Linked DNA regions of Anas platyrhynchos: region 1 is linked to region 2. The links are chromatin contacts, called in public Hi-C maps. All regions are on one chromosome and are shown on one strand. The core of a region is the stretch at or near the end of the contact, and the rest is flanking DNA. Distances in the headings are between cores, read along the strand shown.

What was found. A called contact is a pair of places that touch in the nucleus more often than the background predicts.
Region 1: a contact with region 2 is called in a Hi-C map of F1 follicle, with 2.2 times the contacts expected there. The contact joins the enhancer-like site here to the promoter of LOC139998677 in region 2. A contact is called at or near these places in 3 of 8 Hi-C or Micro-C datasets (F1 follicle, skeletal muscle and subcutaneous adipose tissue).

Annotation. Positions count from the first base shown.
Region 1 is chr14:1,772,704-1,779,071 of IASCAAS_PekinDuck_T2T, reverse strand. It overlaps LOC101799949 (organic cation/carnitine transporter 2), which reads left to right. Exons shown (of 11, transcript XR_005269318.2): 3 at 271-425; 4 at 1,634-1,805; 5 at 2,786-2,912. Among named protein-coding and RNA genes, the nearest start is that of IRF1, 54 kb to the right of the region's middle. Within about 2 kb of position 4,266, at least 4 of the 8 cell types and tissues checked have an H3K27ac peak or open chromatin away from gene starts, as enhancers often do. A contact at or near this core is called in F1 follicle, where this site is marked.
Region 2 is chr14:1,705,433-1,711,436 of IASCAAS_PekinDuck_T2T, reverse strand. It overlaps LOC139998677 (interleukin-5-like), which reads right to left and starts at 3,590. Exons shown (of 4, transcript XM_072023405.1): 1 at 3,040-3,590; 2 at 2,845-2,877; 3 at 988-1,122; 4 at 1-660. The coding sequence starts at 3,219. The coding sequence ends at 568.

The sequences.
Region 1 (6,368 bases), core at 3,017-5,516, 67 kb before region 2:
AAGGAAGAGCGTTACAGCACATACCTAAAGATGACTTCTTCTGTGACCATAAGAATATGATTTTTTTTCTTGGCCAGTGGATTTCGTAACGTGTATAGGATAGTTATGCATGTGTTATATTTCCCAGACTTTGCTTTTTTGCAGATATCTTGTATCTCCCCAGGTATACAAATGAGTAATAGTATCTTTCTCTTTCTGAAGGTATATTTCATGCTGTTGTATAATGATTTGGGGTTTTTGTTTGTTATTTTTCCTTTAATTCCATGGAAGGTTTGGCAGGAAGAATGTGCTGTTTGCAACCATGGCAATGCAGACCGGCTTCAGCTTCGTCCAGGTCTTCTCTACCAGCTGGGAGATGTTTTCAGTGTTCTTTTTGCTGGTCGGCATGGGACAGATATCTAACTACGTGGCAGCGTTTGTTCTCGGTATGAAAGCCCTGCTGGGCACAGTATGCAGTCTTTAGTCCTACGCACTTCCCTGCTCCTTTTTATACTGGCTTGGTGTTGGCTTGGTTTGCCAAGCAACACTGTTATTAAGATCGTGTTCTCACCACGCATGGATAACTCGTGCTCTCTTTGGAAATTTCCAGTTGATAGAAGCACAATCTAAATTAATTCTGTAGCTTGCCCTACTAAAAAGGCAAAAACCAGAAATTGATTGTTTGAAACAAAATCTATCTTCTAGTTGGAAAGATGTGTAAGATGATATTTTTCAGGGATTTGTGTTGTCCATTATGGGACATAAATGTGTATTTGATGTACAAATTTGTAAAAGAAAGTGCTGTATCCCTAAAACATCCCATGGTAAAAATTAAAAGGCGTAATGATTCTTACATCATTTGCTTTCAAGTTAACTACGGTCATATTTGATCTGATGGGAATGTGAATTACCTTATGAATCTGAGATTTCAAAAACAATAAAATGAAGTCACTGGCAATAATACCAATCACTGTCCAGAGAACCAGATGTTGTCAAGAAAATCCTTTTGGGCTAGAAAAGGCCAGCACAGCTGTGAAAACAGTGTTTAGCTAACATCAACATGTGCATTCTGCTGCAATTTATGAAATCTTCTTTGATTTCTGCAGAAATGGGAAAGATTATCTCTTTAGGAGTCTCTTAATTTGCAGGTCCCAAGGTGTTTTTAAAGGAAAGCATTGACCCTCTGTTAGTTCATTTAATTCTACTGCCAGTAGCCTGTCCCTTTTTATTTTCCGTAATCCAAAAGATTTGCGTTTTTCAGGTGCAAGAGAAAAGAATTTCAGAAGGTAATACAGGTCAGAACCTAGTTTAGGAAAAAAATAGAGAATTGTTTTGTAGTATATCAGGTGGTTTTAGCTCCTCAAGTAAAATGGGAGATTCTAAGAACGTGTAGCTAACACTTCTGTATTTCTTTCTTCTTAAAGAAATACAGTTATAGCCTGATTCTCTTCCCTTTGTACTTAGAGTTACCTGGGTTTATGCAGGATCATGACATGAAAGAGATCTGGAGTGCCTCAAATATTGGAAGGCAAAGCTGTATATGCTGTAACTACCCAATGTAGTATATTTCAAAGCCAGTTATTAAGGGATTTTTGTAAGTTATCTGGTTGCTATTAAGTTAAAATACTAATTTTCAATCTTTTTTTTTGAACAGGCACGGAAATTCTTGGCAAATCAATCCGTGTGCTGTTCTGCACACTAGGTGTTTGCATATTTTATGCATTTGGCTACATGTTGCTGCCACTGTTCGCTTACTTTATCAGAGACTGGCGGATGCTGCTGCTGGCACTTACTTTACCTGGGCTCCTCTGCATCCCACTCTGGTGGTGAGTTCAAAGAAGTTATAAAACATTAGTCTTTAGAAGGAAGGTCTTGCCAACAGATTTTTAAGATCCAGATGCCAGCCAACCTTTATCAATGAAATTCAGATCTGGGCAGGTAAAAAGCGTACCCAGTCTATTAAGCTACAAGTCTGCAACTTTGATCTCTGATTCATGTCTGAAAAAAATAGCGTTCATTTTCTGTAGGCTTGTAGAAAATGAAATGATTCCCTATTGAAAGGAGGGAGGGGAAAAAAAAAGGCAAAAACTCATCCTCCTGCATCAACCAAAATCAGTGAACTTTAAGAGCAGGCCTGGGACTAAGAGCAGAATGAAAAATGGTTATTTTGGGAAGCTGGGCAATGGTATGGTGATACAGATAAGACAAGGAGTAAAACAGTGCTTGCACACCTGTGAGACTGCAATATTTTCATCCACAATTGGTGAAATACTACCTCTGTGATGTGACATGTAAAGTTTAAGTAGTCCACATGGTGGTGGTGTTTCTTTGCTTACACAGACTGTGTCTGATTCCATCTCGTTTCTCTTATGAAGCTGAATGACTCATGCAGATTCCACTTTCTGTAAACAGTGTCATAAACAGGCAAGTCAAGAACTGATTTTATAGGCGTTAGTCACTAAGCATATACTCTTAATGTACAGAATGCTGCTTGTGTGTTCACATTTCTGAGTTTCTTTAATTAAACCGTTTCCCCATACTTTGAAGGTTTTAGTTGCTCTTATTTTCTGAATCATACTTCAGCTCCTTAGTGTTTTTTTTTTTTTAAATCCATGAACTCATTTTAATCTGTTCTTGTTCAGCCTGCTAGTCAGACCTTGTACATCTGATTTCTATTGCCTTTGCTGTAAGTTCTGCAAGGTATGGCAAGTTTTGAGCTCTTCAGGGCCTGGAACAGTGTGTGTTGGTCTCTGCAGCAGTGTGTTCTGTGGAAATGCTGACACATTATTATGAACATTTCTTACAGGGTCATTCCAGAATCTCCACGGTGGCTAATCTCTCAGGGACGGTTTCAAGAGGCAGAAGACATACTCCGAAAGGCTGCAAAAATTAATGGTATTACACCCCCAGATGTAATACTTGATCCTAGTGAGGTAATATTCATTTAGCACTCAAGTTGTTTGCTAGAACTATTAATGATTACAGAAAACAGTTAATTTCCAAACATATGAATTGAGTTATGCCTGCAGTGTGTTGTGTCTTTCTCAAATGGGTAGAAGTTCATCCTTTTCCTGAAATGCCTTAAAGCATAATACCCTTTAAAACCCTTGATGTCCCAATCCCATGCAACATTCTAATGCAAACATGTTTTTGATCCAGTTGACAGCTCTTTTCCTTTTAAACCTTTTCCATTTAAACCTCATTTCCATTTAATTTTGAGGGCAGGTAATGCATTTGATTTACCTGTTGCTTTTGTATCTGACTGTATCCCATATGAAGTCAGCAAATTAGCAGGGAGTCTAGTTTATCCCAGGGACTCCGAATGTGGTGGGCTTTCTTAGCCCACGCAGCTGACAAATGACTTGATTCTGATCCTTCAAGCCTCTGGCCATGTTGAGGAGTATGTCTTGGGACCCAACAGAGAACACTTAATCTCCTGGTCTCTTAGCCTTTGTTTTCCTCTAGACACTGACCTTTTTGGACAGAAATGTCTGTTTTCTAGTGATTGGCTGTAGGTAGTAGTTATGCTCTGAACAGATTTTATGCTTGCCTAGTCTAATATAAAGCCGATCCTGGCCAGTGGCACAGGAATTACTGTTCTAGTTTAATTTTCACTCAGTATTGAGGAGATCAAAACTTGAACCTCTTTAGAGTGGATGAGGAAGAAAAGATGCTGTTAACTACTCCATTTCTTCAAAGGTGTTCTTGTTTCCTCTGAGTATCTCCCCTTTGTCTGAGCAGTTGGTGGCCTTAAGCTGTTTAATCAGCTCCACATTCATTCACACATCAGACAGACAAATAGTTTGCATAATCCGGGGGAATGTGGAGATCTGTAGAGTCTGTCTGGGCATGGTTGCTCAATTGTGTTCTTATTGACACTAGACATTGTCTAGCTGTTGACAGGAAAATTGATTGTCACTACCTTTGTGTGTTCACTTGATTTACAAGGCCTCTCAACCAGGCTGAGCAAAATGATTAGCCATTAAACTCAAACCTGTTGCTATTGAGATTGAAAAAGCTTAATTTGGCTGGAAGGTGGCTGAGGTACAGGCAAACCTGTTTATCTAGACTGATTTGTAGATAGCAGGAGAGCCATCCTGGTTTTCCTGGAACAGACTGAGAATGGCAGGAAAGCCTAGACCTCTGATGATGGCTCTTTCACTGGACTTTCATAAGAACACCCTTTTTTTTTTTTTTCCCTCCCGCCCACATTCTTTCTCATGCTGTAGGGATAAAAACTTACCCCCTGCCAGCACTGTGGCAAGAGAACAGAAAACGAGCTCTGACTCCAACACTGGCTTAAGGTCACTGCGTCTGGAATGCCTCCATCTCCCATTTGTAGGAAGAAATACTGATCTGTTCCCCGTCTCTGAGCGGGGCTGGATGAAGAAGCGGCAGAAGACAGGGGCAGGACTAGGGAACTGGTGTTCCTGGGGAAGGGAGGGCTGCACTGGGTATTTACACAGTGCTTATTTACGGCCAAAAAGATTAAACCAAGCACATCAACTTTCAGAAATGCTGTTTAACGCTCAAAGGCAAATGAGCTAGATTAGCAGGTAATTGTTTAACTGCAGAACTGTTCTTTTTTTTTTAAAGTAAAAGTAATGCTGTGACAAAACAATCTGTGCAAAGCCATTCTTCCTCAGTGTCCTGTTTACCCTGTTCTCTCGTTTGCTTGCTGAAGCGCTGTAAAGCAGAAGGCTGGCATCTTCCCCTGAGTTTTTAGGAAATGTGTTTACACTGCAGCACGATTCTCAGAAATCCGGGCTCGCCGTGAGGCCCCACGCAGTTGGAATGAGCAGTCAGGATGGAGCAGCGCCCAGGGCTCCTGTCTGAAGCTTTCCTCAAACTGGTGCAGCACCCACAGCATTCAGGCTCTGAGCTTTCAGAACAATTAGGGTCCAGGACAATTAGGGGACTATCCCCAAACAGTCTGCAAAGCATAGAGCCCGGTTGGTTGGATTGTCCAATATGAAGGGAATGAAATTGTTTGGGTGATAGTTTTATTCACAGCCCATCACTTTGCCCTCCCTGCCCTTGCCATAGCTTCTTGCTGCCGCGGATGGGGATTGTATTGTCTGCTTACACAGCTGCTAAAAGGCTGGGCCCTATTTCTCATCGACTGTTTAAATTTTTGCAGTGTTCCTGGTTTTGTTTTGTGCTTTGTTTGTTTTTTCCTCCCTTTTTTTTTGTTTCCTGTTTGTTGGTTTCTTGGCAACCAGGAGTGGCAAAACTGGAGAGTACTTCAGGAGGATCATGTGGTGGATGAGAAAGGGCCCGAGCTGTAAAGCTGCCTGCAGCCTGTGCTGTGGGAGCCTTGTGCTCGGGAAGAAGGGGAAACGATCAAATGTTAAGCCTTTAATAGATCTTCTTGCCTTTAATAGAATAAATAAATTAAGATTTACGAAGGCACATACACTGAGGTTGGGAGTGCATGAGCAGCAGGCTACTGTTTTATCCTCCAGATCTGCAGAGCAAAATAGCACTTGGAAATAACTCTGACCTGATGCAGAAGTTACATAAACTGCTTGTTGGCATTAGCTCAGAGGCAAGATGGTTCACAAGAGGAAGTAATACATTATTTTGAGTTGAGGGACAAGACCCTAAGCACTCTAAATCAGTCTCCAGCAATTAACTTGCCAAAAGATCACCTACCTGAATATGGAGGAGATGCTGATGAGGAATTAGGTTGACCTAGCGGTTGCTTTTGTCTTTTCATTGTGTGTTGTGTCTTGGAATGTATCCAGCTCTTCTCCTGGAAGGCCTGATGATTTAGGGGAAAAAGTGTTGCAAGCTGAACTAATAGAGTAGAGTACTGGATGTTAAATGGGACCAGGCAGAGAGAGAGTTGAGAAAAGCTTGAAGTAGCGAGTGAGCTATTTTGAAGCTACAATCTTACTTCACTTTTATCTGTAATCATTTGCACACACCATGGAGTATGCAGTGCTAACAAAAGACATTCAGTCTTTAAACATTAAGTGTAATTTGACTTTCTCGAGTCTTGGAAAATCGGAGGAGGAAGTAATCTTTGTACATATTTTTTGTGTTTGCACATAGTAGCAGTCTATCTGGTAAGAGGGATTCTTCTGGTTATGAAGAGAGAAGTTGTTGCTTAAATGTTGTGAGCTGTCTTGACAGCTTGCATTTCAACAAGTGTCAGAATTAAAAATATTTCAGCAATAGTTTGTTTTTTTTTTCATTTTATAATTTTGAGTTGCTAAAGTGGATGCTTGTTTCTTTCTTGGGTAGGTTTCTAATAGTTAGTAGGCTTGCAGATTCAGATAGATATAAAATCACCTAACAGAAAAATCTGGAAGATTGTCAGACCAAAATCTTGCTAACATTCTTACTGTGAAACCATTTAAAAAATAAAATAAAATAAAACGGAG
Region 2 (6,004 bases), core at 2,341-4,840:
GGAGGTTTTCTAGCAGAGATTGGACCTTGTACCTGAAAAATTATGGAGCCTCAACAGACATTGTTAAAATGCATGCTGCCCCTTCCTGAGACTCAACAACTGATGCTTTAAAGGAAGATGAAGGAAATATTCATATCGCATTTCAACATGCTGCTCAGTATTTATGGCACAGCTTGCAAAACCCACGGGGCTATACAAGGGTTAGATAGGGTGTGAGGCATGAACCTGTTGCTTTTGCTTGCATCTATTTATATTCATCCCTGCTGTGAGCACTCTGAAATTAAGTTGTCCTTTTAACATGAAAGTAGGAGGTTTTATGATCAGTCAAGTAATTCCACAATACCCTGCACTGTATGCTTTATCAAGCATTTACATTTTCACCTAGAAACACAAATGACATTTTGCCATTGACGCTTTCTGAGATCACATTTCACACATGAAAAAGTACAGTACCACTGCAATGGAAGGTGTGTCCTTCCAAATCCTAACTCAAAGGAGGAGCACATTTAAAACAAACACACATTTTACTGCCCATTGAATTTACAGCAATTCTACGAACTCGTAATCCTATGCTCTTGTGCCTTTTGATAATTTTCGGATGAATGTTATCAGTTTTTCTATGAATTTTGTTGTATTTCTTCTTTCTGTTTCACATTCCCCCTGAAAAGTTAATCAAGACAAAGAAAATACTTAGCATTTAACCATTATGTACAGTTTTTTCACCTTAATATCATTCTATAAATGACATAATTTTCCTTAAACCTTATAAATGCAAATGAACCCACATTTTAGAGGTGGGTCAACCTGGAGACTAGAACAAGAGAGGGGCAGAAATAATGCTAGTTTTTTTCTTCCATGTACTGAACAAAAGGCAGTCCAAAAATGAACCCCTCTTTTGCAGGCATAAGGGCTCAGTCATAAACTGTGGAGCACAGTTTACCAGGTCTCTGCTTCATGATCTCTGATAGCCAAGAAATAAATTCTTACCTCTTCTGCCAGGCTTGGTATGAGAGATTGCTTCAGTCTTTCAAACTTTTGGAAAAAGACACTGAATTTCTTCAAGTCAGAATTATTTTTCAACAGTTCCACTCCTTCAAACAATGTGTCAATGCAGTTTACATTCTAAGATGGAAGGAAAGGCCAAAATTGAGAAACAGGAATTTGAAACTATGAACTACAATTAGTTTATTAATAAGTCTTCTTGGCTGACATCCAGCTGGCTGGGTGACAAAAATGGTGTTACTGACTTCAGAGCTCACGTCTGCAAGTTACTTAGGCACATATGCCTGCCTGGTGCCCACTTTTAGGTACTCTAGCAGTTGATAGTTTGTGTCAGCTTTCTGATAGTCTCTGTTTTGTAATGTCCAGATTAAACACAGAATCATCTCAAAACACAGTCCTTGCCTTTTTACAGCAATCTGAAGACTGGTTTGATTTCTTACATCTGCTCGTACCAGCAGATAATTCTGGCTCATGCCTTCAGTTTGGATGCAAGATGCTGTCTGCGCTAGTAGCTGCAACTGGCTGACTCTGGAATGTGAAAGAAAGCAATTAACTGAACCCAAAACTACTCCCTGCTCTAACCCCCGTGACAGCTGACGGCTGTGTGCTAAGAGGGGAGTGGGAATGGGCGTGCTCTGCTCTCCTGGCCCTGGTGGCCCTGTCCTGCCCCGGGGAGTGCCACACAAGGCGTGCCTGTCCTCTTCTGCAAAGCAGTAGCTGGCGTTTGTCTCCAAGGTCTGGGCAAGGTGGCCAGAAAGGTTGAAGGGGACACAAGACAGAAGCAGAGCACAGAGTGATGATGCTTGCCAGCATGGAGTTGTTTTGGAAGAAATCCATTAAACTCAGAAAGAGGGAATGAGGAGGACGCTGCTATCAGAAGCAGGGATGGAGCGGGGAGAAGTGTAACAGGAAAAGAAGGTGATAAAAATGAAGTAAAAATCAGCAATGGCTGGGGAAAACACGGATGGCTGCCGAAGGTCAGCACCATGCCTATGATGTACTGTTCCTGCAGTAAATTAACTACTCTGGGTGTATTCTCACCTATCTGGCTGTGATATAGTATGAAGAACCCTGTGCTGGAATGTGATCTCACATTAAAACCTAATTTCCAGTCAATGTGCAGTAGAACAGAGTCTCATTAACAGTGTTTGTGTCAAGAGAAAGTTGTATTTAAAGTCAGCTTGCAGAGAAAATCGCCTTTACGCAGAGAGGGAACATGGATCTTTCTGAAGTGCCAAGGAATATGAGAAGTTTTTGGAGAAGCAAACGGAGATAGAAAATGCACTCAGAGGAACTTGGTCCTCCTGTTAAGACAGGCACCGTTCATGGATACACAGTAAGTCAGTGTTTTGGTCCTAGGATGTTCTCACAAGCCACATCATTTGGACAAGATGTGGTAATACAACTACCCTCGTTGATGGAACATGTATAAAAAGGTGTTCTAAAATTAGACTAAATAGCTTGATAAAAATAAAAACTAAATAGGTAGGATGGAGATGGACAGGCAAGAAATGTGAATGAGTTCATTCCTCTTGCCTTTTTATTGTCCATCATTTAAAAAGTTGATTCAGAAAATCAGTGTGTGTTCTGCAGAAGTATTACAAAAACCTAGAACAAGAATAGATGCTGTATTACTGTCCTTGGCTACTTTTATATCATAAGATATTTTTCTTTGACTCACTTGATTATTTTTAATAACCTTTTACCAGTATTTAATAACATTATAATAGCTTCATTTATACTTATATACAAGTGGAGTATTTTAGGAGATAACTTTACAAGCTATCTTAATTTCCAACGACTAAAGATATGAAAAAAAAAAATTAAAAAAAGTTTACTTACATCTATAGAAGCTGGAGTTTCAATTCTCAGATTCTGAAAAATAATATATTTATTGATTAAGCCTTTCAAATATCATCATTAACACCAATGAAAATAAAATTAAACTTTCAATACAACCTAAGTATTTAGAGAATAAGATGATTCAGTACATCAATATATCAAACTGTATATTTAAAGAGTATAAATTGAACTTACCAGACTGTCCCCTGTCATTGAATTCTTCATCTGTTGTAGTAGTGACAGTAACTCTGCTATATTGCTTATGTGGGGAGCAGCATAGATGCCTGCAGCCAGAAAAATAAGATACAGATGAGTCCTCATTGCTCTGATGTGCTCAGAGAACCTGTCAGTGCTTCTGCGCTGGTCCTCTACCATTTTATGTTCTCTGTACAGGGAAATAAACACTTTGGGTTGATTTTTGAAACTGATATAGAAAGAAAGACCACATGTTGAGACATTCTGGAAGGGAAAGGTTCCAGTAAATTTTGTGATTAATCTTTGGGCATACTCCTTACCCAATCAGCATTTCCACAGAAGTAGGTAGTAAAGATGCAAGGATGTGGCCTCTTATTTTTTTCAGTCAGCAACTCACAGAATGACCCGAAGCATGACCAGGCAGCTGCCAGCCCCACCACACTTCCCCAGAGATCGGGGCCGGCTCCGCTGATAACGGCGCAGCCCACTGATAGGCGATGTAAGACTGCACTGTCAGAGAAAAAAGCAACCACAGAAAATCGGTGGACTAATGTCTGGAAAGAAACCAGCTGTGTTTGTGCAATAATTCTGATAAGACGTTACTGAAATGCAGGTATTCTCTCAAGTAGTTAACTCGAGGCTGTGCCACTGCCCAGAGCATGTGCAGGGAGGGCAGGTGGTGAAGCACCAGCAGGGCAGCACCACCATGCCTGGGATGGGGACAGCTTGTGGGAGTCACACCTGAGTGTTTGTTCACTTGGAAGTGTCATGGTTCTTTGCTTGAGATCACTGGGGCCATGCAGCAAGGCCAGGGAGCCCTGTTCCCTCGGGGAAACCCTTACTGGTTCCCTTCTGTGGGGCTCCAACCGTGGGCAGCTCCGAGGGCCTCGCAGCCGCACGCTCCTGTCCCTGCAGTGCTCTGGCTGCTCGGAGGAAGCGGTGGCAAACCTCAGGGCCCCGTTATGTTTCTGTCTGCTTAACATCACCGCCTGCTTTCTGCACGTTGCTGCCTGGCTGGTGGTGCTGAGCAGCTCAGGGCTGGCAGCGGGGCCCTGAGGCTGCAGCAGCTGAGTGACACCCCGGTGTCTCGGTGCCTCAAACTGGGAGAGTCAGCGGTGGTTATGTGGTGCAGCTGAGAATAACCATCTGGCTGGTCGCTGCCAGTTTCACTTGCTTGGTTTGTCATCCCTATCACTAGATAGTGTCTTTGCGCTGCCAGTTTATCTGCGGTGCCTTCTCATCACGCAGCTGCAGGGACCGCGGCCTTGCAGCACAGGATCTCGGTGGCATCAGTGGGAACCGAGGGAGCCCCGCAGAAAGACTCTGTCAGCTGAACTTGTGAATGCTGGGAATGAACTCATAAAGCCCTTTTTTGGCCCACTGCGCTTCCGGCAACAGCAAGAAGTGTTTTATGGTCTGTTCCAACTTACCTCCCACAAACCTGCAGCAATGTGGCCCTGCCTGAGCAGGGGCTGGCCCAGGCGGACCCCCAGGTCCCTGCCTGCTGACCCCAGTCACTGGCGTTCTGTTTTGGGGCAGAGCCCCCTTCCCCTTCTGCAGGCACTGGGGCTGTACCCACCAGCCAGGCAAGCTATTGACCCTGACCCTGTCCCTGGAGGCCTGCATGGGCACCATGGTTTTGAAGGGCTGCAGGACCTCCAGCCTGCTGTGTAATTTTTTTTTATTATTTTTTTGTTAATCTTTGCCTCTGCCCAGGGCTGGCTCAGCCCATGCCAGAGCTGGTCCTGTCCCTGGGGGAGCTGCTGCCATCCCTCCTGCTCGGGTCTTCTCATCACACACAGCACAGCTCCATTTTGTTCCTGGCCAACTTGCCTGCTAACAGATTTTCTGTCTCAAGCCTTTCTTTACTTTTCCTCCCTTTTGAGTTTCGGGTTTTTGATCACTTCTGTGGAATTGCAGCACTGTTCCAGAACTTTGTATGAACTGTACAATTCCTTTTTTCCCTTGGCAAATTTAATGGGCTTTTCTTTTCTTTTTAATTAGGACATTCATTCCTGGTTCCCAAGAATTACATTGTTTTGTTTATTTATTACAAATACCACTATCATGAGCTTGTCTTTGCCCTGTTTGTTCTTCATGTTTTCATGACCATTGCATCATTTTGTCACATACTCCAAAACAGTAAGACTTTGTGATGCAGTTCCCATTTTTTACCCCTGCTTCTTCATGAAATAACTTCAAACTCTCCCTGTGTCTTTTTTTTTTCCCTAAACTGGCTCAGTGTCCCCACACAAACTGTTGTCATTGCTTTCAGTCTCAGCTTCATCATTGTTCTGAGGGCTTTTTACATGTGAGTTCATGGTTAAGAAGATGAAGGACACCTCTAAGAACAAAAAGGGTGATGAAAGCAACAGATCTTGACCTTCTCCATGCTGTAAACCTTGGTCTCCACAGGTCTGGAATCTATCTGATCTGTGAGCATGGGCAGAGTGAAGGCACCACGAACACAAACAGAATTGGTAGTAATAAAAATAAAATAATTCTGAAGAATTTTTGAAGGCTGGAGAAAAAAAGCACTGAATGCAAATTCAAACTCTTGGATTGACCCGAAGTTACTCCATCTGAATTTGGAATGATCAGGAATATGAAAGTGAATAAATAATCTAATCAAGGGCAGTTCGACACACTGCAGTGCTGAGAGAGGTGGCCCTGAAGTGAGACACGTGAACTGACATGCTACCATCACCTCCGGATTTTTTTTGGAGGCATCATTAGCTGGAAGCTGCATCTGCAGTATCTGGTTTTGCTCATTCATCTAGATAAGCACGAAGTTACGATGCCCAGATAAGCTTTCTGTGCTGCTCCGATTAAGTAATGCAGCATGGATATGGTGCAGCAGCTTGTGCCTCGCCAGGCTCCAGAAAAGGGAAACTTCTGAAAGCCAGGAGCAGGCTCCAGCTCCTGTCCTCGATGGTCTGTCCACTGAAGACTGTGGCAGCTGCTG